3 separate regions of the Sus scrofa genome follow, and all the other regions are linked to region 3. A link is a contact called in public HiChIP or PLAC-seq data. All regions are on one chromosome and are shown on one strand. The core of a region is the stretch at or near the end of the contact, and the rest is flanking DNA. Distances in the headings are between cores, read along the strand shown. Region 1 holds the start of GNL3L (guanine nucleotide-binding protein-like 3-like protein). Region 2 holds the start of TSR2 (pre-rRNA-processing protein TSR2 homolog). Region 3 holds the start of HUWE1 (E3 ubiquitin-protein ligase HUWE1).

What was found. HiChIP or PLAC-seq counts read pairs in DNA pulled down with a chosen protein or histone mark.
Region 1: an H3K27ac HiChIP or PLAC-seq map of alveolar macrophages shows a contact between it and region 3. The contact joins the promoter of GNL3L here to the promoter of HUWE1 in region 3. A contact is called at or near these places in 1 of 47 Hi-C or Micro-C datasets (heart right ventricle) and 1 of 2 datasets of contacts at active chromatin or transcription factors (alveolar macrophages).
Region 2: an H3K27ac HiChIP or PLAC-seq map of alveolar macrophages shows a contact between it and region 3. The contact joins the promoter of TSR2 here to the promoter of HUWE1 in region 3. A contact is called at or near these places in 1 of 47 Hi-C or Micro-C datasets (embryonic fibroblasts) and 1 of 2 datasets of contacts at active chromatin or transcription factors (alveolar macrophages).

The regions. Positions count from the first base shown.
Region 1 is chrX:47,253,541-47,257,850 of Sscrofa11.1, reverse strand. It overlaps GNL3L (guanine nucleotide-binding protein-like 3-like protein), which reads right to left and starts at 1,384. Exons shown (of 16, transcript XM_005673659.3): 1 at 1,231-1,384.
Region 2 is chrX:47,185,168-47,189,483 of Sscrofa11.1, reverse strand. It overlaps TSR2 (pre-rRNA-processing protein TSR2 homolog), which reads right to left and starts at 2,874. Exons shown (of 5, transcript XM_001927898.5): 1 at 2,314-2,874; 2 at 2,057-2,147. The coding sequence starts at 2,397.
Region 3 is chrX:46,441,767-46,446,141 of Sscrofa11.1, reverse strand. HUWE1 (E3 ubiquitin-protein ligase HUWE1) reads left to right here and starts at 1,827. Exons shown (of 85, transcript XM_013986152.2): 1 at 1,827-1,945; 2 at 2,146-2,245.

The sequences.
Region 1 (4,310 bases), core at 135-2,634, 810 kb before region 3:
GAAAGAAATAGGACCTCTGGTTCTCTCCATGTGGGAAGGGGGAATACAGCTATAAATTCAGTGGAATGGCCCTTACACTAGGGGAGCAGGGAGTCCTGTTTGTTTTTTCTGGCTAGAGAGAAAAAGATCTGAGCTCCTCTACCTTGGATAAAGGAGGGTGTCCATATATGCACACACTGTGGGGTGATCAATGATGTCACTGCCTCTCAACATTGCAAGGCTATACCTTTCTATTCCCTTTTCCACAGCTGGTGATGCTAAATCCTTGGGGAAAGGGGGAGAGGAGGGATGATCTGTGTCTACCTAAAAAGATCAAATCTGAGCCCCTCTATTCTGGAGGCCCCAGGAGAAGCAGTTCTGACTGTCCCTTCGTGGGTTAAGATCTGTTGCTGTTTGCTGCGGGGCATTTTTGGTGGGTCAAGCCTTTACAAATTTAGTAAGCCAGAGCCTGGGGAGGGTGGTCAGGTCTGATTTTCCACAACGGGGTCTCATTCCAACCTAGGAGGGGTAAATCTACATAGTTCTCCGTGGACGGAGGCTTGTGCCTCCAACCACATAGGGAGCGGTGGTCTACCACCTCTGCAGGAGCAGGGGCGGGGCATTAGTCAATTAGTTACACGGAGGCGAGGCAGGGAGGTCTCTAGGTTTCGACGGTAAGGAAAGGAGGCTCACTCCTCTGTATATTAAAAGTTTCTGAGCTGGTGGTCGGGCGAGGGTGCGAGTAAATAAATCAGAACTTCGGTCCTAAGGGAAGGTGCGCAGAGGTGAATCTGTGTGCCTCAGCGCCGGTATAAATCTGCGTCTTTCACCCTCATGAGGAGGGAAATGTGTCTCTCTATACGAATGGGGCTGACATCGCCACACCTTTATGGTATCCACGCCTGTCTACACAGGGAGAGTGGGGAATGGAGCCTCAGTATTCTAAAAATGAGGCGGGTACTCCACACAAGCGGGGTCTGTAACTCTCCATACAGTGTGTCCAGGGGTCTACACTTGTCTAGGTGGAGTGGGTCGATGCCCCCTACCCCGCAAGAATGCATTTGGGCGCCTGTCCACGTGCGGAGCAATCCCTGTCCCTCATCTGGGCCCTTCTACCCTGGAAGGAACGCCACTCTTTACCTCTCTATTAAAGAGCAGAGGGCACCTTTGCTTGCACCCCAAATAGATGATCCTTTCTGCGCAGCTGGCTGGGAGAGCACTCCCCACGAAAAAAAGAGAGTCGTCTCTTACCTCCGCTTCCGGCGGAGATCCGAGTGGAGAAGACAGCGCAACCCTGACGGGCCAGAAGCTGCGCTGCTGCCGCGAGGCTCCGACTTCCGGATCCCAGCCTCGCGGCGCAGACTCCTTCCGCCCAGCGCCTCCGGGGGTGGGGCTTCGGATTGACGGCTGGCGCACGCCCATCCCTTCTGCGCGGCCGCACTAGCCCCACCTCCCGGCCGCCTGGTTAGGTAAGGAAATAGCTGAGTGGGGAGGCCGGCAGGCGGGAGAGGGAAGCGGCGGTTGGCTTGTGTGGCCATATAAGCTACTTATAAGCCAAGTCTTGTCTGCGGGCCTGTGTCTGGGCTTAAATATGTGTGTTCTCGAATCTTAGTAACCAAGTGATCGCCAGGACCGCATCAGACAAGGGTGGGGGGTCGGTGCCTTTGTCTACAGTGGAAGATGGCGACTGGCAGGGTGTGAGAAAATGGCCGCCTGGATCACATGTTTTGCTGAGTATTCCCACCTGAAGTGACTGGGTTAGCTGCTCCCAGAAACCCTTCCGGCTTGCAGGGTCCCAGACAAAGCTTGAAGAAGCCACTCCCAGCTCTTTCTGCAGTAGATCCACGGCCAGACACAGGAACCAAACAGCTGGAAGCCTCTCCCACTCTTTTGCCTTCTTCCCCTCCTCCCTCCTTCCCTTAGGCCTCAGAGCAGCCTCTGCAGGAGAAGCTGGATTTATATCTCTGGAGTAGGGGCAAGTAAGGGTTTCTTCAGAAGCCATCTCAGGGAGCTCCAGACCTGGCTGGCGAATAAGGTCTCCCCCTAAAAACAGTAAATATTAGTCTGAAAATGTCTTCTTCCTGATAATTTAATTCCAGCCCGTCCTCTTCCTCAGCCTAAACTCTGGGATGAGGCTGAGCCCTATCCCAAGGATATGTTCCTCAACCTCTAGCATATCCAGGCAGAAAATGGCTCCCTCTGCCTACTCCTATCCCTTACATACACAGGAATCACTGCCCCTACATCCATGGAATTCTTCTAACCCCTTACCCCTGAGAAACACAACTCCTGTGGACCCGAAGCCAGCCCTGGCCGCCTTCACCTTACCCCCTGCATTAGCAAATTCTTCCGTTTTCTTTAAGACCTAACTATTCAGTTCTGTGAACTTTCCCAGCTGAATTAGAAACTCAGAGCACCTTGTTACATTTATCACTTAGTATTGTAATCGTTTATGTGTCTGTACCTCCACAGGAGAGTGAACTCCGTGAGAATGGGAACCATATATATATGTAATATATATTTGAGTGAACTCCATGAGAATAGGAACCATAAATATATAATATATATTTGAGCCCTCTGCAGGACCCAGCACAAGACTAGTACACGGCAGACTTAAGCAAATGTTTATTAAATAGGTAAGTTTACAGGCCTGTACTACAAATCAACGGGAAATGGACATTTTAGTAGATAACGTTGGGCAATTTGGCTTACCAAAATGAGAAAAATAAAACTGGATCCATGTTTATTTTTACATGAAAGGGTAGAGAGTGTCTTATGACCTAGGATTGTGGAAGGACTTTTTTTTTTTTTTTGTCTTTTCTAGGGCCACACCCACTGCATATGGAGGTTCCCAGGCTAGGGGTCTAATCCAAGCTGCAGCCGCCGGCCTATGCCAGAGACACAGCAAGGGGGGATCTGATCCGCATCTGTGGCCTGCACCACAGCTCACAGCAACGCTAGTTACCTGACCCACTGAGCAAGGCCAGGGGTCAAACCCGAAACCTCGTGGTTCCTAGTCAGTTTTGTTTTGTTTTGTTTTGTCTTTTTGCCTTTTCTAGGGCCACTCCCGCGGCATATGGAGGTTCCCAGGCTAGGAGTCGAATCGGAGCTGCAGCTGCCAGCCTACACCAGAGCTACAGCAACGCGGGATCCAAGCCGCGTCTGTGACCTACACCACAGCTCACGGCAACGCCGGATCCTTAACCCACTGAGCAAGGCCAGGGATCGAACCTGCAACCTCATGGTTCCTAGTCGGATTCGTTAACCACTGCGCCACGACGGGAACTCCCCTAGTCAGATTTGTTAACCACTGAGCCACAGTGGGAACTCCTGGAAGGACTCTTAAAAGTCCCAAATGCACAAACTATAAGGGAGAAAATTGTAATGAAATCCTTGATAGGAATGAAAATTGGTATTACTACTTAGGAAAACAATGAGGAAGTAATCAGAATAGTTGAAGATGGCCCTGGGACCCAGCAGTTCTATAGAGATGTGCATGTATCAGCTTCAGAATCACTGGGAGGGCTTGTTAAAACACCATTGGCTGGGCCCCATGCCCAGAATCATGTTTCTGTAGTAGAGTCCAGGAATTTGCATTTCGGGTTTTTTTTTAATTTTCTTTTTTTACATTATAGTTGATTTACAGTGTGCTGTCAATTTCTACGGTACAGCAAAGTGACCCAGAATGTGTATCTGTATATATATATACATTCTTTCTCTCAATTATCCTCCATCATGTTCCGTCACAGGTGACTGGATATGGTTCCCTTTGTTGTACAACATGATCTCATTGCTTACCCACTCCAAATGCAATAGTTTACATCTATTAACCCCAGACTCCCAGTCCATCCCCCTCCCTCCCCTGCCCCCCTTGGCAGCCACAAGTCTATTCTCCAAATCCATGAGTTTCTTTTCTGTGGAAAAGTTCATTTGTGCCACATATTAGATTCCAGATATGTGATATTCTGTGGTATTTGTCTTTCTCTTTCTGACCTAATTTACTTCGTACGAGAGTCTCTAGTTCCATCCATGTTGCTGAAAAAGGTATTATTTTTGTTCCTTTTTATGGCTGAGTAGTAGTTCATTGTGTATGTATAGGAATTTGCATTTCTAACAAGTCCCGAAGTGATGATGATGAAGCTTCTGCTGCTACTGCTGCTGCAAGTCCAGGTACCACATTTTGAGAGCTACTGACAGAGAAAATGAAATTATCAAAGAATTTAGTTTTCTTCATTGTGCTTTTGTGTGTTCTCCATGTAGTCATTGACTATGTATTATTTTAGGGTGAGGTTTTTGTTTTTTAAATTTTCTTTTATCTTTACTTCCCACTC
Region 2 (4,316 bases), core at 1,625-4,124, 740 kb before region 3:
CCCTCTGGGAGAGCTCCATTCGCCTCCTTGGCTTTCCCTACCACTCGAATATCCCCCAAATTTGTCTCCAATCCACACTACTCTCCACCTATTTAGAGGGTGCCTCAGACCCTCCTTTCCCAAAGCCAGATTCATCACCTTACCTTCCAAACCTACTTCTCAATCCTCCAGGGTTCTCCTATTCCATAAAAGGTATCTGAGCCACGCAACGACTCAAACCAGAAACCTGCCTCATGCCCCCCCCCACTCCTCTACAGCCAAACAATTTCCAAGATTCTAATCCACCCCTTCTTTTCCGTAACTATTGCCACTGCCTCATCATCTTCAAGACAGAAACAGTCTTCTCATCAGTTGTTCCCTCTCCAGTCCAAGCTCCATACTGACTACTTTTTTTTTTTTTTTTTTTTGTCTTTTTGCCTTTTCTTGGGCCGCTCCCACGGCATATGGAGGTTCCCAGGCTAGGGGTCGAATCGGAGCTGTAAACACTGGCCTACGCCAGAGCCACAGCAACTCGGGATCCGAGCTGTGTCTGCAACCTACACCACAGCTCACGGCAACGCCGGATTGTTAACCCACTGAGCAAGGGCAGGGACCGAACCCGCAACCTCATGGTTCCTAGTCGGATTTGTTAACCACTGCGCCACGACGGGAACCCCATACTGGCTACTTTCTATAGCCAGTAAACCCCATCCTATTAAATCCTGCTCATGAAGTTTTATCTCCTACTGCAGTGTTTCATATTCTGCTTATAAGACGTAACTGTCCTGCTGGACTTTAAGGGAAGCTATTCATAGAAAAATCATGGTAAACAAGTTTCTTTTTGGTGGTTCTTATCAGAACCTTTAATATGATAATGATTATGGTGACTCTTAAGAGCTGAAGAGCTTTTTTTATATCATGTGACTGGAGAAGTGGTTTCTTCACTGAACACCTAAAAAGAACTAGTCTTCCATAGCATATATTTTTGACAAATGCTGGCCTAAAGGATAAAATCAAAGGCCCACAAATCCTTCCATGTTTCACCCTTTTCCAGGGGCCTCCCCAACCAACCTCCAGCCTCATTCTCTATCACTCCCCCCTCCCACACCCCCACAAGCACACCATACAGCCCTACTCTAACACTGAGCTCCCTGCCACTTTCCAAATATAACACATAATCTCCTCATACCACAGAACTTATTTTTGAGTGTTGCTCTGCCTCTCCCACCTAGTTAACTCCTTCTCATCCCTTAAAACTCACCCAAAAGCCACCTTACCCTAACAATCTCCAAAAGAAGCCTCTTCCTCAGTCTCACATTACCCAAGCACCCTGAGATCTTTATTAGAACACCTACCACCCTGTGAGTAAAAACCTATTTACTTATCTAGATCCCTCACCAAATAATAAATTTTTTTCAGAGAAAGGTCTCTGCCTAATGCCATCTCCAAGGCCAAGAAAACTAAGTGAATAATTTAAAAAAAATCATACTTCACAAAAGATCACCTAAAGGGCCCCTATTCTTATAGAACCTACAAGACACATCAAAGGTGTAGATCTCTGCTGTCCAAATAATCAAATGTGGTTACTGAGCACTTAAAATGTGGCTAGGCCAAGACAAATTGGGATGTGATAAAACTGCAAAACACCCACCAGATTTTGAAAACTTAATACTAAAAAAAAATGTAATACATCTCGTTAATAATGTTTTATATTGATTACATGTTGAAATACTTTGGATATATTGAGTTGAACAATATTCATTTCACCTGCTTTTTATATCAAAGTGGTTGCTGAAAAATTTTTAATTACATGATGTGACTGGCATTATATTTCGATTTGGACAGCGCTGGTGGATACTTTCATATCCATGTTACAAATTAGGAAACTGAGTCTCAGGGGAGTAAAACGACATATCCAACGCGATACAAGGAGTCAATGGCATGGCCCTAAGGCACTCGAACTCAGGATTCAGACTCTGGTATCAGCAGACAATTGTTCAAGAGGAAGTGCAGATTCACCAAGACCGCCCTCCTCCCCGCGCCCCTAAACAAGTCCTAGGGCCTTAAATTCACTCACCATTGCGGAAGAAATACTCCTCCACTGCACCCCCTAGCCACTCAGCCTTCTCCTGGCTATGCACACCTCCAAAGCCGTTCTCCACAGCGATCTGCGAACACAGGCCCGAGCCCACCACGTCAGCCCAGGAACCGGCCTGCGGTGGCGCAAGGGTCCGCTTCTGACGCCGCCCAACCAACTAAGCCTTGGGCAGCTCACCGGCCAACTCCTGTTCTGGCCCGGTCCCTAACCTTTGTTCCAGCTGTGTCCTCGCTCACCTGCAAGGCGGGCCAAGCCTCCAACGCTGCGCGGATGCCAGCCCGGAAAAGCGTTAGAGACTCCTCTGCAGCGCCCGCCATCATCCTGCTGCGGACCACGTGACGCCCAAGCAGGCCAATCCCTGCGCAGCACCGCCCAGGCAGAAGGAGTAGGAAGCCAAGCTTGAGAACGCAGATTCTCCCTTTCCGCTGATCTGGCAGCAAGACTAGAGCAATAGAAAAGTCTGTCGAGTAATCGATGACACCGCCCGGGTTACTCAAGAAGTGGAAGACGCTTGGGGCCGAGAGTTCCGGACCCGTGGGTATTGCGCAGAAAAGATGTGAGGAACTTATTAAAGATAAAGGACAGAGGAAGCAACCTCAGGTAGCATAGCCTAAAAGTCTGCATTTAGAAATGCATCCTAGGAGTTCCATCTGTGGCTCAGCGGGTTAAGACCCCGACTCATCTCCATGAGGATGCGGCTTCAAGCCCTGGCTTCGCTCAGTGGGTTAAAGGATCTGGCGTTGCCGTGAGCTAAGGTGTAGGTCTCAGGCACAGTTTGGATACGGCGTTGCAGCTGCAACTCCAATTCGACCCCTAGCGGGGGAACCTCCATATGGTGTAGGTGTGGCCCTAAAAAATAAATTAATTGATTGATTAAATAAAATAAAAAAGAAATAAATAACAGAAAGACATTTGTGAAATTCACAAATAGGTGGGAATTAGTACACTTCTAAATAACTAATGGGTCAAAGAAAAAAAAATCGGAAGACGTCTTGAAATGACTTGAAACTAAAGCAGGGCAAGGACCAAAATTATGATCAGTGCTCAGGGTGAATCCACACTTTGAAGGGCCTGAGGCAGATAGAATTTTGTAAGCCCTCTTTAAGAAAAATAGTACAAATTTAGGTGTGCAAGTAAGTATAGCTTTAGATTTATAAAAGAAATTTTTAAATTTACAAATTCCAATTTTTTTTGGGGGGGGGAACATGCCTGTGACATGTGTTAGTTCCCAGGCTAGGGATCCAGCTGGCACCACAGCAGTAACCAGAGCCACAGCATTAACAATGCTGATCCTTAACCCACTGAGCCACTAGGGAATTCCTACAAATTCCAATTAAAAAAACCTGACAAATACCACAAACATCCTCAAAACTAGAGAAATAAAATAATTGCCTGACTCACCTCTCTACTAATTTTTCCTTTATTTTTTATTTTATTATTTTTTTTTGGCTGCCAACATTTTGATATCTTCCTGTAAATAAATAGGACAATTATTTTATAATAACATTTTCAAGAGAGAATAAAAAGAATTCAATTGCATTCAGTTGATCAAAATTTTTTATTATTGTAGTTTAGAAAAGTTTCAACTTCACAGCTCATTGTTAGTAGAATAAAATTTAAGATTGTGTTAAATTTGGGGAAACCTCTAGTTTCTTTTACATGTGAGCTATAAAATTTTATGGTACTTTGTTTTTGTGCAGCAATAATTGTCTCAAATTGACAATGCTCAACAACCAGGGGCTTGGAAGTGTCTTGTGTAAGTGTGAGTTACTAGAGGCTTAAACTTTTAGTTATATTATTTCTGTGATAAATCCATCTCTATGCAATGCTAGAGGAGAAAGGAGCACAGGAAGCTATGGGAGTCCAGCAGAGGGGGTTTCTGATCCAGCCTTGGGAATTATGGCAAATCTCTCAGAGATAATGCCTCTGACTTAAAAGTTTGAGTGGAATTTTCCCAGGGGATGAGGAGTTTGTGTATTTGAGGATAGAGGTATGTTTCTAAAAGAAAGAAAGTCTTTCATGCTGAGGAAACAATCTATACAAAGAAAAAGAATCAGGAAACAACATGCTGTTTGATGATAATTACAAGCATTCCCAGACTGATAATCTCAGGAGGCATAAACTCCTACAGAGCTCTAGAGATTCATTCCTGCAGACTCAGCAATTTAAATTTGAGTTCAAAGAAGCCCAAATAAAGAAACTGAGATTAAGCACTTCCCTGTGAGTTCCCAGGGCCTCA
Region 3 (4,375 bases), core at 578-3,077:
TTTGGTATTTTCATATATTTTCTAAATAGTCTGCAATAAGAAAAAGAAACAAGAGGTGTGCGTGAGGGTATTGGTTGAACTAGGACTGTAAAAGGAGTGGAATTGGCAAGAGAAATAAAGGCTACTGCAGACTGAAATTAAAACTAGGATTGTAGGGTATGTGGGATTTTAGAACTAGGAGTTGGGGAACTAGACTTTCCGAGGCCTAGGAATCGACAGAAAAATTTAAAGGTTAGGCGTTAGCTAGAATTAATGCAGATGCTGTGAGAGATTGGAATTAAAATCAAAGTCCTTGTTGGACCTACTACATAGCACAGGGAAATCACCCAATACTCTGAGATGGCCTATATGGGAAAAGAATCTAAAAAAGAATGGATACATGTATATGTATAACTGATTCACTTTGTTGTACACCTGAAGTTAATCTAACATTGTAAGTTAACTATACTCCAATAAAATAAAAAAACAAAGTGTGCATTAAATTAAAAGGTTTTTTGAAAACTATAATAGCGATATTGGTGAAGGTATAGGAATATCTGAATACACTGGAATTCTAATATATTTCTGGTGGGACTGTTTATTGTTAACTGTTCTAGAGAGCCTATTCTATGTTTGGGGGGAGTGACCTTTTGACCCTAGCTACTTTATTTCTACAAATTTCTCCTTGAGAAGTCTCAGAAATATGCAAATATTTAGTTACATCAAATTTCATGTATTTCTTATAATTAAAAAAGACCTGGAGTTCTCTTGTGGCACAGGGGGTTAAGGATGTGGCATTGTCACTGCAGCAGCTTTGGGTTGTTGCTGTGGGGTGGGTTTGATCCCTGGTCCAGGAATTCCTACATGCCACCAGCTGCTTGGCAAAAAAAAAAAAAAAAACCAAAAAACCTGGCATTGAGGATTGCTTAAATAAATAATTAACATTATAATAGAATAACATTCACCCATTAAAAATAGCTTGTAAGAATATTTAATGGTCCGAGCTATCTCAAAGGGGCCTCCATAAAGCTGAGATTATACACAAAATTTTGTGTAAATATATTTGGCAGGCAGTAGATCCATTCATCAGATTCTCAATTTGGTGCATGAACCACTGCTCTGAAAGTGTTGGAATTAGAACCGGAGGGTACAATTAAAATTTTTATTTCCTCTATGTGTCAGTAGTACATCAGATAGTGATTTTGTCTGTATACTTTAAAATACTGAGTTAATACATACTTTTTGTTAAAACTTCAAGCCTTACCAAAGTATCTAGTTTTGACTCAAAGCTCCCTTCCCTTCTCACCCTCCAATTTCATTTTGCACCCCAGATGAAGCATGGTTAATGGGGTAACTCCTAACAGATTTTTATTCCTACGCGTTCACAAATGCAGATCCTCTATAAGCTCTTTGCCAATTGCACTGTCACCCCAAAAAATACCAAGAAGAAAAAGAGAGACTTCTTACTGAGGGTTCAGTACGTGCCTGAAGTAAGCGTTGTAAGGGTTTGCCCCTGTAAACTCACTGTGGTAGGCGCCCCCGACGTCTCCTGCCCTCCACACTGTGTCCCCACTCGCCCTCTTGACCCCCATTCTTCACTAGGCAGCTGGAGATTAATTTTTAAATGTAAATCAAATCAAATCATATCACCCTTCAGCGGTTTCCACCATGCCTCGAATCAAATCCCAATTCCTTAGCGACACTACTATCCTCTTTGGCTGCGTTTACTGAGCCTGGAGTAGCTCAGGCGCGGTCCCCTGCAGGGAACCCGGCTTCACCGCGGAGGGAGCGCCCTCCCAAGTGGCAGAGGCGGGGCTACTCGAGCGGGGGGCGGAGCCTCAGGCCGAGTGTGAGGAGAGCCAGCGGGGGGAGGTTTTCGGCGGAGGGCGAGCGAGGGGAGCAGGTCTAAAGCAGGGCCGCGGACTCGGCACGCTCCTGCGGGCCCCGCGGAGCTACTGCCGCCGAGGTGAGCGTCTTCCTCCGGGCTGAGGGGCGGGCTCTGTTCGCGCGGCCGTCCTCGGCTCCTCGCAGGGGGTTGTTCCCACGGGACCCTGCGCGGAGACGCGGAGGTGGCGGCCTTGGGGAGCCTGCGGGAGAGGCTGGTGAAGGGGCCCGGCGGCCTGCCTCAGCCCTCCCTCAAACCCCGCCTTCTCTCCCCTCCCCCAGGCCTCGGCCGGCGCCAGTGGAAGGCTCGCCGCATCTTCGGGGGCAGCCCGGGCAGCGGCTGGCAGCGCGGCGAGAGAGCGGCGGACAGTGGGGATGCGAGGTACCGGCATTAGTCTTGGCCAAGTGGCCCTAGAGAGGGAGTAAAGGCCGGGCCTTCTGCGTTTCTCTCAGGGGTTAAAGGAAGGCGGCCTCAGAGAAGGGGGAAGGTGAGGGGCTGGCAAGCAGGCTTCGCGGGTAACTACTAGGCGTCGTATATGTATGTTTTGGTATATAAATGGTACTACACACACACGCACACATTCATTTCGGCTAACAGCTTTTTAAAAACTTAATACGTCTTGTAGATTTTCCTATATCAGGGAATCTAAATTTATCTCATTTATAAACAGCTGCATTGTATGATTGTACTACAGTTTATTTAATCATTTCCCCATTGATGTACATTGGCTTGTTTCCCTTTTGGGGGAGGGAGGGGGCTATTACAAGCAATGCTATAATAAATGGGATTGTATATATACATATATATGTATATATATCTATATATCATGCACATGTGTATTTCTGTGGGAGAAATTCTTAGAAGAGTAATCGCTGGGTCAAAGTGTATATGCACTTTGAATTTTGATAGATTTGTCCAAATTGCCTTCCCCAAAGGCTATACTAATTACACTCTTCAATGTTGTGCGAGCGTGCCCATTTTTCCACAGTTGTGCCAACACGAATTATCAATTTTTGTAATTTTGTCTAAAGGGCAAAAATGGTATGTCATTGTTTTCATTTGCATTTACCTGATTACTAGCGAAGTTGAAATTATTTTTTATTTGTCCGATTGCAAAAGTAAACAGGCAAATATCAATAGTCTTCCTATCTATAAGCAATAAGCATTTTGGAAATTTAATACCAAAAAAAAAACCCTATTCTCAATAGCAAGAAAAACGAATAAAAATACCTAGAAGTAAACCCACAAAACTTTATTGAGGAATATAATGAAAGAACGTTTGCATACATGGTGAAGGAATACCATGCTTCTGGATAAGAAGGCTTAATTTTGTAGTGGTGTCCATTTTTCCTATGTTGATTTACACAATTCATGCAATTTCAATAAATATACCAAGTGTTTGGAACTTAATATGATTCTAAAGTTCATCCAGAAAAAAGATGGCAAAGAATAAACGAGAAAATATTTTAAAGATAAGTAAAGATGGGGGTATTTGTACTACCAGCTATTAAAGTGTACTCTAAAGGAACAATATATAAATTAGAATAGACAGAACAATGCATTAGAATAGGAAAGCCCACAAATCGAGCCAGATTGGAATCCTGGATTTATTGGAGAAATATTGTTGGCTAGAGGTGGAAAAACTGCCATATTAAAAGCTTCAAGCACGCATTCCCCCCCCCCCCTTGGAAGCTTGAATTTTCCTTTGAGGGCAGACTCCTTTGTTTGGAGAAAACCACTTTATTGAAGCTTTTGGTTGTGCCAAGGTAGAGCCTCAGGAGTTAAAATTAGTGGCTTTGGAGCTAGAACTAACGATATGAGCCTTTAGTTAGATTAAGATGGATTCAGTAGCCTGCAGTGCGGCGAGGGAAGGAGTCTGGATATTATCGGTCTTAAATTTTTTTTTTCCGATCTAATGGGCAGAAATTGTTATGTCATTGTTTTCTTTTGCATTTGCGTGTTTATTGTGAGATTTGAACGTCTTCTATGTGTTAGTCCAAGATAATATGTAATTCCTGGAGGAAGCTAACAATGGGAGATCTATTGCTCCTCTTCCAGAATGGAGTTTGGCTAATTGGTACAGCTCTGCCCGGAAGCGTGAGAATAAACAGGTTGACTTTTTAAATTTTCCTCAAGCACTAGGCTCTAGACACCTTAGATCGGGGGCGGAGGCAGTTTTCAGGACATGGCCGAGATTTGGCGCTGAGCTGTGTCATCGCGAGGTTTGGCAGCCAGCTCCGCAGTGGGTCGGAAACCTCGTGGTAGGCGAGATCCCTGCAGGACGCGAGTTTCCTCCCTTCCCCTGAAAACTCCCAGTCATTTTCGTGGGGGCCCCGCCTCTCTCCTTTTTAGGAGCGTGCCCCAGGTCTCGCGAGATCTCATGTTTCCTACAGGCGAGGCGAGGGCGGCATCCTGCGGTGAATTCGAAGGTCTCGCGGAGACCAAAACGTATTATCGCGATAGTTCTCATGGCGCATGCGAGAGCTCCCGGCGGCAGATTGGCTCCGCCCC